Regions from separate parts of the Hordeum vulgare genome. Here region 1 is linked to region 2. Evidence: chromatin contacts called from public Hi-C data. All regions are on one chromosome and are shown on one strand. Each heading gives the region's core, a stretch centred on a gene start, on an enhancer-like site or on the middle of the called end of the contact. The rest is flanking DNA. Distances are from core to core; before and after follow the strand shown.

Region 1 (7,151 bases), core at 899-3,398, 970 kb after region 2:
CTCCATTCCTTTATGTAAGGTGCATTATTTCCGACACGGTGACCAAGGCGCATAATTATACACATGTTAAGATGAAATTACCCTTGGCCAAATCATTGATTAGAGGGAATAAAATCATTTAGGATAGGAAAGTAAGAGATACACACAATCATGAGAGAGATTCTTTCCTTTTTCTCTTTATAATAAGAGATGCATGCAATCAAGGGAGAGATACTTTCTTTTCTTGAAAGGCTAATAATGGAATTAGAAAGAATTAGAAGAAATGCACCTTACATTGTGAAATTTTATGGAAAAACAAATACACCTTATATAAAGGAACGGAGGTAGTACTACACATTAAGTGAAGTTCAATATGCAACGGTTCCATATTGACGAACCTCCACCTTCAAATATTTGGTTCACCCTTGTTTAGGTACTTGGCAAGTTTAAATGTTCCTAAACATGGAAAGAGGTGATGCATAATTAAAATATCTATCTAGACAGTTTAAATGAGGTCGGAAGCAACTTATAGTATTTCTAAAACTACCCCATATGCAAATTATGAATTTGGTCCAGATCTGAATTACTGTTTTTCCACTCTATTTACATATATAGTCAATTTAATTCGGAGATGTGATTATTTAGTTATGGAATAAACCATTTTAGCATGAGATTTATGCAAATGAAGTGCAATCGTCATTTTAAGTATTTTGAACATGATTGGAAGTTGGATTTTGTAAAATAAAATGAAATTCTAATCATTTTGCATATATAACATGTTATATTTGGATGCACACATATTAAGTTACTAGCAATTTCAGTGATGGCATTTCTGCAATCATGCAATGCACTAGATATTGGTAAAATCGACGAATAGAAATAAAACAAACAAAGATGGGGTGAATCAGGAACAGAGTGGTGCGGCCCGAAATGCATCAGTGCTCTCGGCGAACTATTCTACCAGGCACTCATCAGAAAAGATCAAAACAACAAAAAATAAAAGGTCGAAACAAGGATCAGAGACCTCGTCGCCTAGGTTTGTACATGCGTGGCTCACCAGATACCGTACGGTTGATTTTGGATCATATGTGGGTTCAGCTTGACATGAGACAATCCCTAAAGCTAATCTGATCGAAACTAGAAGTCTGAAAGACAATTGGTTGTGCCGCCTACGCGTGTAGCAGAGAGCTGAGGAAAACAAAACAATAAATGGGATGCGTGGGTTTTGAACCCTAGATACATTGCGTAAGAACACGCTGGACTAACCAAGTGAAACTAAATTTGGTTCGTGTTGCTACAGTAGATCAGTTCTAGCTGAACCAAACAAGAGGAAGGGTCTTAACGGCTTAACCATATGGTCTTAACTCGAAAAGAAAGCATAAAAGGGTCGGCCTTCCTTGGGCGACACCACGTTGTTATTTTCTGCCCGGAGCATGCACAGCGACCAACAGGCAAACCGTGTGGTATGGCTGGCTTGCCGGAGGAACACCGGCCACGGCATGGGCGTGTGAGGCGGGGTGTGCAACAGAGGTCGCAGGCATAGGGAGTTCGGCGATCATGGACTCAAACATCCACAGAAATTCTTTAAGGGGACAGAATGGCGACTACGCGGATGAGTTCTTCAAGGGGAAGAACACTGGGGGAGCAGGAGCTTACCACGATTCTGTAGGAGATGGAATAAAGGTACAGGATGCATCATAGAGGCACGACAGAGGCGTTAATTGTGGCTGCATACGGGAGCATGAAGAAGATGAAGCGGAGGAAGAAGATGGTGTTGTGGACAACAACGTCGGGCTCGGCTTGGCATGGGAATGGAAACGAGGCTGCGTCCTCTTGCGAGCGAAGCAGAGAGCGTCTGGTGGCGCTACTACGCCCGGGGCTAGCTCCACCTCGGTTCGGCCATGGCACGGCAGGCAGCTTGCGGGCACGAGGGAGGCAAGGAGGAGCGGCGGTGGCGTGGGGAAGGAAAGAGATGGGGCTCCTGAGGTAACCCTAAGGCGCAGCTGGCACGATTTATAGGTGAAGACGTGGGTGCAGCTCGGCCATGGGGACGCCTCGCTGGCCATGGCGTTCTTTTATAGTGAGAGAGGAAAATGTGCTAAGGTGGAAGAAGCTGAGAGACGGAGAGAGAGACTCCCAGGTGGGGGCCATGGTGGCCATTTGGCTGGGGCAAGGGCACAATAAATAGTGTTAGTCCGCACTAGTGGTGGTGAGGCTAGCTGGGTCGGGCACTCTCTCCTCTATGCATTTCTTTCTACTATTTGAAAAAAAAACAATCTCGTCCTAATCTCTTCCTAATCTTTACCTAATAATAAAGAGGCTATCGCTTTCGTCGAAAAACCCACCGAGATGATTTTACAAAAAAGTCCTTACTGTTTATGACATTAAACTCGTAGTATATATTAAATATATTTTTAAATACTCATATCTTTTAAACCGTAACTCCAAATTTAACGTATTATACATGGAATTTGATTAGAAAAATATGTACAATTTAAATATGATATTATTTTATCTGTTAAACGTTTAATAAAAATACTATCTAGGGTGCAATCTTAATAAATAAGTCATTATTCGTCTTTCTTTCATACCGGTACTCATCCGGGTTGGCAATGAACACGTCAACAAAATCAGGATTAGAGATGAAACTGAAGGTCACTTGACTGATTCTTTGTACGTATTAAATCTACATGCAAGCCGTGTTAAAATAGAAGACCTGTGAAATTTTGAACTGCATTTTTATAGGATAAGACCATCTTTATTTGTATCGTAACTATAAATTCTTAAATTATAGACATTTTTTATAAATTAAGAGCGTGTGTCGTGGGGTATTTCTTTCTCCCGTTGCAACGCATGGGCCCTTTTGCTAGTAATAATAAAGCAAATAGGGTTTCTGGTCGTCCGTCATAAAAATTACCCTTAAAGTTTGCATAAATTACCCACCATACCACCGGTAAATAATAGAAAACGTTTCAGAAACAAAAAAATCTTGGACTGGGCCGCTGGGAGAATATCCAGCACATCGTATGGGCCGGGCCATGCACAGGCGTCTTCTTTTAGTTCCGTTTATTTATTTATTTTCTGTTTCGTTTTATTTTTTAATTTTAAATAATTTAGAACTTCAAATAATCTTTAAATTTTCAATAAACTGAAAACTATAAATCAACATATTTAAAAAATAAAATGTCTGTGACTTCAAAAACTGCCCGGAGTTTTGTATAAAATGCTCGCATATACAATAAAAATGTTGCAATTTTAGAAAAAATATTTATACAATAAGAAAAGTCCATGATTTCAAATACAATTCCATGTATTCAAAATTATTAAAGGCATTTAACAAAATGCTTTCTAATTGAAAATATGTTAATGCATTTAAGAAATGTCCTAAAATTTGAAAAATAGCTAATGCCTGTTTTGATAGTTTTTTTTTATATTTAAAATTTTCCATTCCATTTTTGTTTATTTCTAATTTAAATAATTTAGAATTACATAAACTTTTGCATATTAAAAAATAGGTATTTTGAAATAAAATGCTGACGAAAACATAATGTCCGTGAATTTAATAAATATATTACTGATTTATAACAATGTCCATGAATTTAATAAATATATTACTGATTTTATAAAAATGTTTGTTTATTTAGAAAAACTTCATGCGTTTCAAAAAATGTTTGTGAATTTAAAATAAAATCCTCCAACATAAAGAATTATGTTCGCCTTTTCTTGAATTGGTCGCCAATTCAAAAGAAAATATTTAAACCCGTTCGAAAAATAAAAAATATTCACGATTTCTAGTAAATGTTTGTAAATTGTAAAAAATGTTCTCGATTTTAATTTTTTTCCCATATTTGTAAAATTATTCACGAAAGATCTAATGTATATAGTTAAACATTAATGCTTCTAAATCTTTGTGACAATATAATTGTGTGAATTTTGAAGAATTAACTGTTGGATGTATCGAATTATTATTGTTTGTTTTCTAAAAAAAATTATTAAAATTCAGAATAAATCTTTGAGTTACCAAGATTTTTTACAACAATGATATATATTTATTGAAAATGTAAAGATTGCTTCAACTTGTGAATAAATTTAAAAGAAGAAACATTTTCTTTTATTTGTGCATAAAATTTTAAAATCAAGCGATGATATATGAACATAATGTAGTCACCATCATTGAAGATTATATTTCTTTTCGTAGCAACGCACGGACCATTTTGCTAGTCTCTCCCTAATAATAAAGCAAATTCGATTTCTGGTCGTCCGTCATGAAAATAACTCTAATGTTTTCATAAATTACCCACCATGCCACCGGTAAGTAATAGAAAATGTTTCACCAAGCGAAAAATCTTAAACTGTGTCGGCCCATGTAAAAATCTCATATATTACGCTCTGCACGCTGGGAGCATATCCAGCACACCGTATGGGCCGGCCCATGCACAGGCGCCTGCTTTTAGTTCTATTTATTTATTTGTTTTCAGTTCCGTTTTATTTTTTTAATTTTAAATAAGTTAGAACTTTAAATAATCTTTAAAATTTTAATAAACTGAAAATTACAAATCAACATATTTAAAAAATTAAAATGTTTGTGACTTCAAAAATTGTTCGGAGTTTTGTAAAAAATGCTCGCATATACAATAAAATGTTTTCAATTTTATAAAAATGTTTGTACAATAAGAATAGTCCATGATCTCAAGTACAATTTCATGTATTAAAACTATTAAATGCATTTAACAAAATGCTTTCTAATTCAAAATATGTCCTAAAATTTTAAAAATAACTAATGCGTGTTTTGCTAGTTTCTTTTTATTATTTAAAATTTTCCGTTCCATTTTTGTTTATTTATAATTTAAATAATTTAGAATTACGAAAATAAGAATTTGGATTAAAATGCTGACGAATATTTATTTTGAATTAAAAATAGGATTCAAAAAAAGCGCCGGATTTTTATATTTTTTTTGCAAATTCCAAAACAATGTCCATGAATTTAATGAATATATTACTGATTTATAAAAATGTTTGTTTATTCCGAAAAACTTCATGCATTTCAAAAAATGTTTGTGAATTTAAAATAAAATCCTCCAACATCAAAAATTATGTTCGTCTTTTCTTGAATTGGTGGCCAATTCAAAAGAAAATATTTAAACCCGTTCGAAATATAAAAAATATTCATGATTTTTAGTAAATGTTTGTAAATTGTAAAAAATGTTTTCGATTTTAAAATCGTTCCCATATTTGTAAAATTGTTGACGAAAGATCTAATGTATGTAGTTAAACATTAATGCTTCAAAGTCTTTGAGACAATATACCTGTGTGAATTTTAAAGAATTAACTGTTGGATGGATTGGATTATTAAATGTTGTACAAATATTTTTCTAAAATTGCAAACATTTTATTGTATATGCGAGTATTTTTTACAAAACTCCGAGCAGTTTTCGAAGTCACAAACATTTTAATTTTTGAAATGTGTTGATTTATAATTTTCAGTTTATTAAAATTTTAAAGATTATTTGAAGTTCTAAATTATATAAAATAAAAAAATAAAACAGAACTGGAAATAAATAAATAAATGGAAAAAAAGCAGCCGCTTGTGCATGGGCCGGCCATACGGTGTGTTGGATATTCTCCCAGCATGCAGAACGTAATATAGGACATTTTTACATAGACCGGCCCAGTCTAAGATTTTTTGCTTTATGAAACGTTTTCTATTACTTACCGGTGGCATGATGGTAATTTATGCAAACTTTAGGGATAATTTTCAAGACGGACAATCAGAAACCGTATTTGCTTTATTATTAGAGACATATATATATATATGTATATATATATATATATGAGAGGGGGACCGATTGGGTAGGGATGTTGCTCAGAGTCCGGCAATCCCACGGTGACTTACTAGTAATAAAAAAGCGAATACTATTTCTCGTCGTCCGTCGTCGTGGCTTTTTTGTGAAAAAGCTCCTAGGATTTCAAGTATTCAACGCGCTATCCCTACATAAGTGGATTTGAAAAAACGTTTCAACTTTGCAAAATAACCCCTGCGTATTTAGAATTCCGTCTGCGCTCCTTTCTTCGTTCTATCCAGGGCAAAGAAGGTGGAAGAGGGGCAACTTCGGCTGGGCGGCCGGACTCGCGATTGTTGTCCCACATCGCTCCTTTCAACTGATTCATATCAATTTATGTACAAATGAAGATTATCTGTAATATCAATCAGCCTCCTCAAAAAAAACAATAGGAGCAAATATGGATCTCGGGCGAGGGAATGAGGAGGGATCCAGCAGCAGCGCACCGGCGCTCTGGATCTGGTCTGGAACGGGGCGGCGGAGGGGTTGTCATGCAGTAGAGGACATGCCCGACGGTGGCGCTCCGGTAACCTGGGAGCAGAGAAGGCCAGACGAGGCAGCGACTTGCTGTCACTGGAGCAGGCGAGGCGTCGTCATGGCGCGTTATGAAGGTGACCAGCCGGAGGTGGAGCGCGAGAGGCGGCGGCGCTCCGGCAGCCTGGGAGCAAAGAAGGCCGGACGAGAGGCAGCGACTTCCTAGCGCCGGAGGAGGCGAGGCGTCGCCATGGCGCGGTATGACGGCGACCTGCCGGAGGTGGAGCGAGAGAGGCGGCGGCGCTCCGGCAGCCTGGGAGCAGAGAAGGCCGGAGGAGGTGAGGCGTCGCCATGGCGCGGTATGAAGGCGACCCGCCGGAGGTGGAGCGAGAGAGATTAGGCGGCGCGTTGGATGCGGGTCTGCAGATGGTGCATGGAGGGGGGATCCCGCAAGTGTGTGCAGCTTTGGGTGAGGAGTGGGCAGGGCCGTGGGGATCCCGTCGGTGGCAGGCAACAAGATAAGGCTATGAGGAATTATGAGTCCGCTGGAGAAGCACAATGAGGTGTGTCGCTTCTTCTAGACCATGTTGTCTCTTTTCTTTTTGTGTCCACAACCCATAAAAAGCTCCGAATCCATCAGGAGGATGTGTTAGTGTGCACACAATCTTTTTTTGCTAGACATTTATTTACCGTTCACTAGCCTTTGACAATCTGATTCATAATGTCATAACATTTTTTTCTTTGCTTCCTAAATTGTTTTCATAAAAAACATAACACTAGCCACACATGCACCGTCATTAATTAACTTACTCATGCTTATTTGAAACGATGTTTAGGGATACCTGAGTACATTTTTTT
Region 2 (6,461 bases), core at 1,878-4,377:
TAAAAGTAAACTACAACTTTCTGCGCGCCTTATTTCAAATAAAAATAAAAGTAAATAATGGTACCAGTCTTGTATTTTGTAAGCTCTTTGTAGATGCTCCTTTTTTACGCGCCTTAGAACCTCCCCAATGTGCTCAGAAGCATCATCCAAATTTGTCACCCGTACCTGGTGACAAATATTAGTACATTATTTAAAAAACAATATCAAAGCTACCATTCTTAAACCAGTGCTAGACGAGAAAAACAAATACTGTTGCCATTCCATAAAATAGGACAGAACTCTGTATCAATACCCTTCCTACAATGCATATCATGAAATAACAATATACATGAAGACATGGGAAATGAAGGTTACAAGTACAGGAGTATAACTACTTTCGTGTTGAAATGACATTCAACACTTGCTTGAAATAGGAACAAAGATGAGAACATCAAAAAAACAAGATGGACCAAATAAAAACAGATGAAATGATAAGAAAATGTTTGATTATCTGAAATTTTAAAAAGAGAAGACAAAAAGGGCACAAGTGGAGACACATACCACACCCTTAAGAACTACATCAGTCTCTGTATCATTGTTTTGGTACACAACCCCAGGGCAATCAATTAAGAAGATTCTTTTAGTCATGGTGATGTATTGCCACACCTTAGTCTCTCCTGGAATCGGAGCTACCTTGCAAACCTACAGGTATATAAACGTTAATCAGAACATTTTCCTGAAAATGGTCATCTAGAAGGACAAGATAGGGAAGAGAATTACAGTCTTGGAGCGTAATGTGTTGATAACTGATGACTTCCCAACATTGGGATATCCAACAAATCCAACAGATATGGCTTGCTTGTCACTCCTCAAACGGGCAAACTGCCGTAAAACTGAAAGAAGAGATCCCTGGAAGTGGATCAAAAGTATAAGCACACATTATAAAGGAACACAACGATCATAACACAATAAAAGATTCACTTACTTTTCCAAATGACTTGTTGATGCTTGCATGGAATGCTAGGGTCGGATAGTCCCTCGATAGAGTACGCAACCACCCTTTCGTTGCCCAAGCAGGTATTAGATCACACTGAACAACAAATGAAATGCGCCCAGCCATCATTGTGTTGAAATACATCGCAACAGGTAAATAATCAACATTTGCACTAAGACAAGCTGCACAACTTAAAATGATACCTTATTTAGTAAGAATACCAGGTGTTTGTGCTTGGCATTCTCCTTCAGATGTTTCTCAAGATGGTAGCATCTAGTGCCCATTGGATCCCTGGCATCTAACACCTGTGCAAGAAATAACAATTTAAGCGATCAATACATGCAGATACTAATTTAAAACAATATCTAGGTGCACAGAAATTCTGACAAGGTCACAAGGTTGTGTAAAACTGACCTGCACAACAACATCTGAAGAGTCAAGAACTTTATAAAGTTCACCCCAAATTCTTTTGCTTTGTCCCTTCTCAAACATATTATGCCGGACAAGATCCCTTAAGCCATCTTCCTCTTCATTCTTTGGCAACTTTGACGAAGCATGTTTTTCCTCAAACGCATCTAAAAAGCACAAACTGAAATTTTACCAAGATATACAGCTATCCTTGACAAATAGGACATACAACTTGATGAAATTAAATATTATATTATCCCACAGGCAAAGAGTTTGGCTTGTTGACTTTAGAAATTATGGAACTTCATAGACCGACAACAATTATTATTCGTTATACAGCACATGAACAGCCAGTAGGTCGTCTAGTTAGTTGAGATTTCTTTATCATATGACATAATCTTGAACTGGAGACCAAACTTAGCTAATTACTCTGACTCATACCTTGAGAATCATCAGCTTTTTTTATTAGAGATTCATAATCGAGACTGGATAGTTTTGGTCGTTTACGCTTGCCCTTTGGTCCAAAGGCATGCTCAAAAGGCTCAGTGTCTAGAAGATGCGCACGAGCTTGCTGTATAATCAACATGAGCAACATATGTGAGTAAAAAAAATCATATTACAATATAATACTTACTTCACAATAAATATGGAAGGTTCCAAGCTATTTAACCAAAAATATAATTGAACCCAGGAGTAAAAGATATTAAGTTAAACACTAGTTTCAGCAAAATAGTGTCAAAGGCACATACACTAATACTCCATGAGCTACACGTCCACAAATCAATAATCAAGATGATAGAAGTGTACATAAGTGTTTACCTTCTGATGATCCTGCAGAAGCGACAGTGGAAGCTGTTTAGATTTCAGTAACACACTGTAGTTATTTGTGAGCCGTGCCTGGAGTTCTTGCCTCAAATATTCAAGTTCTTTCTGATTGATAACACGTGTATTTCCTGTGATAACCAAGAGGAAGAATAATACAATCAACATTAACTGTTACATCACCAGGCTTATAATAGAATAAATTCATGTACAAATTTAATCGTTAATCATGTGCGCTGCACATCCTATGACGGTATCAACAAATTCAATCCAGCATACATCATAACAAAGCTTGATTTAACCAACTATTATGTACACGATCTGATGTATCACCCACCAAGTTCACTCTCTGCACTGTGTCTTAGCAATTCATTGAGCCAATCAGTACCCAGACGGACTCTAATCAGCAAAAGAGCTTTATGCATGGTAATTGACACATTACCAACTCGATACAAAACCGAAAATGAAACCATCACATCTTCTCTGCTTCTCTCATACTCCTAAAAGTGTACACATCACACACTAACACGAGAGTTTACCTCACCCAGATCAACAGCAACGTAATTTACTCACAGACAGCAACTAGAAAAGAACAGAGAGGTAGGGGGTTTGCTCACCGAACCACCGGCGGTCAGGCTCGATGCGGGTGTCGGGGAGCTCCTTGGACTGGAGATCGTGCTTGACGATCTTCCCACCGCGGTCCCTCTTGGGCCTTAGTTTGTACATCTGGAGCCGCCGCACGGTGGCCGCGGACCGGCTCCCGCCGGCGCCGCCGGCGCCGCCCGCACCCTTCTTGTCATTGGGGCGGTTGACGTCGAGAGAGTGACGGGGCTTCCCCGACACATTTGATGACCGCTCCTTCTTCTTCCCCATCGCGCGCTGGGTGAAGCTCGCTTGGTTGGTTTTTCCGTGAGATGGAGGCGGCGGTCGAAAGAGGCGCCGAGGAGGGAGAGGCTAGGGTTTTGTAGGACAGGCGACGGCGATGGGTCGGTCGACTGGCCATCTGTGGGCCGGGCTACTGTACCCACCTCCCCAGGTTGCTGGGCCGTGACCCATATGCGACGGCCACCGTAAGGCTACTGTACCCACCTCCCCAGGTTGCTGGGCCGTGACCCATATGCGACGGCCACCGTAACAGGCAAGTTTCCCCCTGCCACAAATTATGGGAGAAAAGCAAGACCAAAAAAAAGTCCTACATGTATGGTAGGAGGAACAACAGCCCACACATTCAATTATCATAGGTTGCGTTTCGTCACCACATTCATGCAAAAATGATAAAATCTTTTGTCTTTTTTGTTTTTTAAATGTTTTATCTTTTAAATAAAAAATCCGATTGAAAAATCGTTTTGACCAATAGATCCATCGCAATGAAATCTTCGAAATTATATCTCATACTGATATGTTTTAACGACTTTTTTAGATTAAAAGTTGTCATATCTATTACACATAAATTGACATCATGGTTACACTAAAGTTGCCATGATATATTTCAACAATTTTTTCTTCTACGTTTAAAATAAACTTTGATATGTTATAGAAAAGGAAATTAACATACTAAACTTGCCATGATGAATTACTAAAATTTTCCATGATCCATGAAATAATTGGCATGGTTCATAAGTAAAAAAAAATATGCCGTCACTTATTTTTAAAATGCATGGTCACTCACTCAAATTTGTCATGAACCATAAACTAAAATTATCATTATAAATTACTTAAAGTTGACATGATACATGCACTGAAATTTGTCATGGTTCATATAAAAAATATTTTTCATTTTTAAAATACTAGAATTGTCATGGTCAAAATACTAAAATTGCCTTGATCTATAAACTCAATTTACCATGATAAATTACCAAAAATTGACATGATCCATGAATTAAATTTATCGTTGTTAATTACTAAAATTTGTCATGGAAAATTAATAAAAATTGTCATGAAAAGTAATTGAAATACAATGTTAGTTTTAAATCTAAAAGAAAAACTATATGAAACATGTTGTGGCAACTTCAGTGTAAAACCATATGACAACTTCGGTGTAAACATGTGGCAACTTATAGCCCCAAAAAAATCTTAGAAACGTATCAATATGGAATCTAGTTTTTAAAGGTCTCGTCAACACGAATTTAATGGTGAAAACAGATTTTGAATTGGAATTTTTATTTAAAAGATGAACATTTTTAAGTCTAGAAAACCAAAAAGATTTCGTTGATGTTATATGTTTGATGTGGCAAGATGAATAGTTATAGAGGCGTGTGGACCATGTTGCCTCGTGCCACACGTGTGAGCGTTATCATTTTGGAAAAAAAATTGATGTTTTCCCTTCAAAAAAGTAGCCCTTTCTTAATTTCTCAAAAAGAAAAGTGATTCTTCTTTTGAAACGGAAGCAACGGTTTTGCCTCATCCATTAAATAAGAGAGAATAGAGTTTGTTATAAGTACACTGGACACATGACATGAATGATTACTCTCACATAATTATTTACCCTAATTTTTTAGCTCCAGCGATGACCCAAAGGTTTGCCACGGTCGAGATGGTGGCAAGCAAGATTGTCGATTGAGCGATGTTAAGCGTGAAAACTCTTGTGTTTCACTCATTTCAAATTTTCCACGAGACAAGCATGGTGACGGAGGCCTTTGCTTCTCTGTTTGGCATGTCGTCGATGCGGGTACTTGCCCACCAAGGTCCAAATGGAAGTGTCCAACCAAATATGTGAGAATTTTCGATTACCAAGGACCAAAGCCTTAGAGCCCAACAACATTTGAAGAATAGGTGGGACCCACATTCGTGCACACTCTTCCAAAGTGGGAATGACCGCAATCTGACCATACATGCTTAGTGTAGCGTCCAAGATGTGATTTTGTCCTTATTTTTGGCACGAGGGCCTCGACAGGGATAGAAGCGCATCTTGTTTTAGAAGAATGGATATCATTACAAGTACATGTACAAAAGAGATGAGTATATGGAATTGGCTTACACTCACCACAAGCTACAACATGAACAACACAATACAACAATATATTCAATCACCATGTGGAAGAGCAGGGTCCGACTACGGACGAAATCAAACGATAAAGAGAATGACGTCCATCCTTGCTATCCCAGGCTGCCTGTGTGGAACCCATCCTAGATCGATGACGATGATGATGATGAAGAAGAAGAAGAAGAAACTCCAAATAGAACAATCATCGCGCTCACGTAAAAGTATTGTTTTACCTGTACCTGCAGCTGTTGTTGTAGTAATATGTGAGCCACAGGGACTCGCAATCTCATTTCGAAAGGTATCAAGACTAACAGAGCTTAATGGTGAGGTATGGTTAAGTGGTGAGGCTGCAGCAAGCAACTAAGCATTTATTTGAGTGGCTAACTCACGAGTACAAGAATAAAAGGGGTGATCTATGCACAAACGGACGTGAACTAGAATGATCACGAAGTGATCCTGAACACCTACTTACAAGCCAGACATAACCCCACCATGTCCTCTCTCGGATTAGAACTCACGAGAAGAGACGGTCATGGTTACGCACATAGTTGGCATATTTTAATTAAGTTTACTTCAAGTTTGCTATGACCCGGTGTTAAAAAAAAGTTTCCAAGTTGCCACATAACCGCGGGCACGGCTTTCCGAAAGATATAACCCTGCAGGGGTGGTCCAACTAGTCCATCACAAACTACCACAAGCTACGTCGGAAACCTCGACCATGGAAAACCCGTGATCTCCTTGGATTTCTGATGAAAAACCTCAACCTCGAGATACCCCAAAGTATCCTCGGAATCTCTCAGACTAGACGTTTGAGAAGGGTAAAACAAATCTAGCAAGGTCGCCCCGCGTGCCAGCAGACCTGATAGGAGCCGCGTATCTCGTTCTCAGGGCACGACCGGATGAGCTAGACGTCGGGTTGGCTAAGACCCCGAGTGACTAGGGAGCGCCGGACATTGCTTGGTTTGGACCAACACTCATGCGAAGCACTGGCCCGGGGGTTGATTAATTATCCACGGGTTAATTACTCCCTATGTGGTTCATTAGTTATTAGGCAAATGTAGTACCAATGTTGGGCCTTGCCAGAAGAGTTTAATCCCAAAACAAAAATCAAGGGGGTCGCCATAACAACCCCAAGCATGTTAGGAGAGCTCAATTATGGAACATAACACCGGTACACAAGTAACTAGGGCGACAAAGGTGGAACAAAACACCGAGCTAGAAGGCCAAGCCTTCCACCCTTTACCAAGTATATAGGTGCATTAAATTAAATAGCAA

The links. A called contact is a pair of places that touch in the nucleus more often than the background predicts.
Region 1: a Hi-C map of seedling shows a contact between it and region 2, with 6 times the contacts expected there. The contact joins the enhancer-like site here to the promoter of LOC123448675 in region 2. A contact is called at or near these places in 2 of 6 Hi-C or Micro-C datasets (leaf and seedling) and 1 of 1 datasets of contacts at active chromatin or transcription factors (embryo).

The regions. Positions count from the first base shown.
Region 1 is chr4H:383,805,888-383,813,038 of MorexV3_pseudomolecules_assembly, forward strand. No RefSeq gene overlaps it. Among protein-coding and RNA genes, the nearest start is that of LOC123448676, 440 kb to the right of the region's middle. Within about 2 kb of position 2,149, at least 1 of the 3 cell types and tissues checked has open chromatin away from gene starts, as enhancers often do. A contact at or near this core is called in seedling, where this site is marked.
Region 2 is chr4H:382,830,186-382,836,646 of MorexV3_pseudomolecules_assembly, forward strand. LOC123448675 (nuclear/nucleolar GTPase 2) reads right to left here and starts at 3,128. Exons shown (of 11, transcript XM_045125643.1): 1 at 2,821-3,128; 2 at 2,201-2,334; 3 at 1,823-1,952; 4 at 1,388-1,548; 5 at 1,177-1,278; 6 at 965-1,069; 7 at 760-888; 8 at 541-681; 9 at 65-165. The coding sequence starts at 3,076.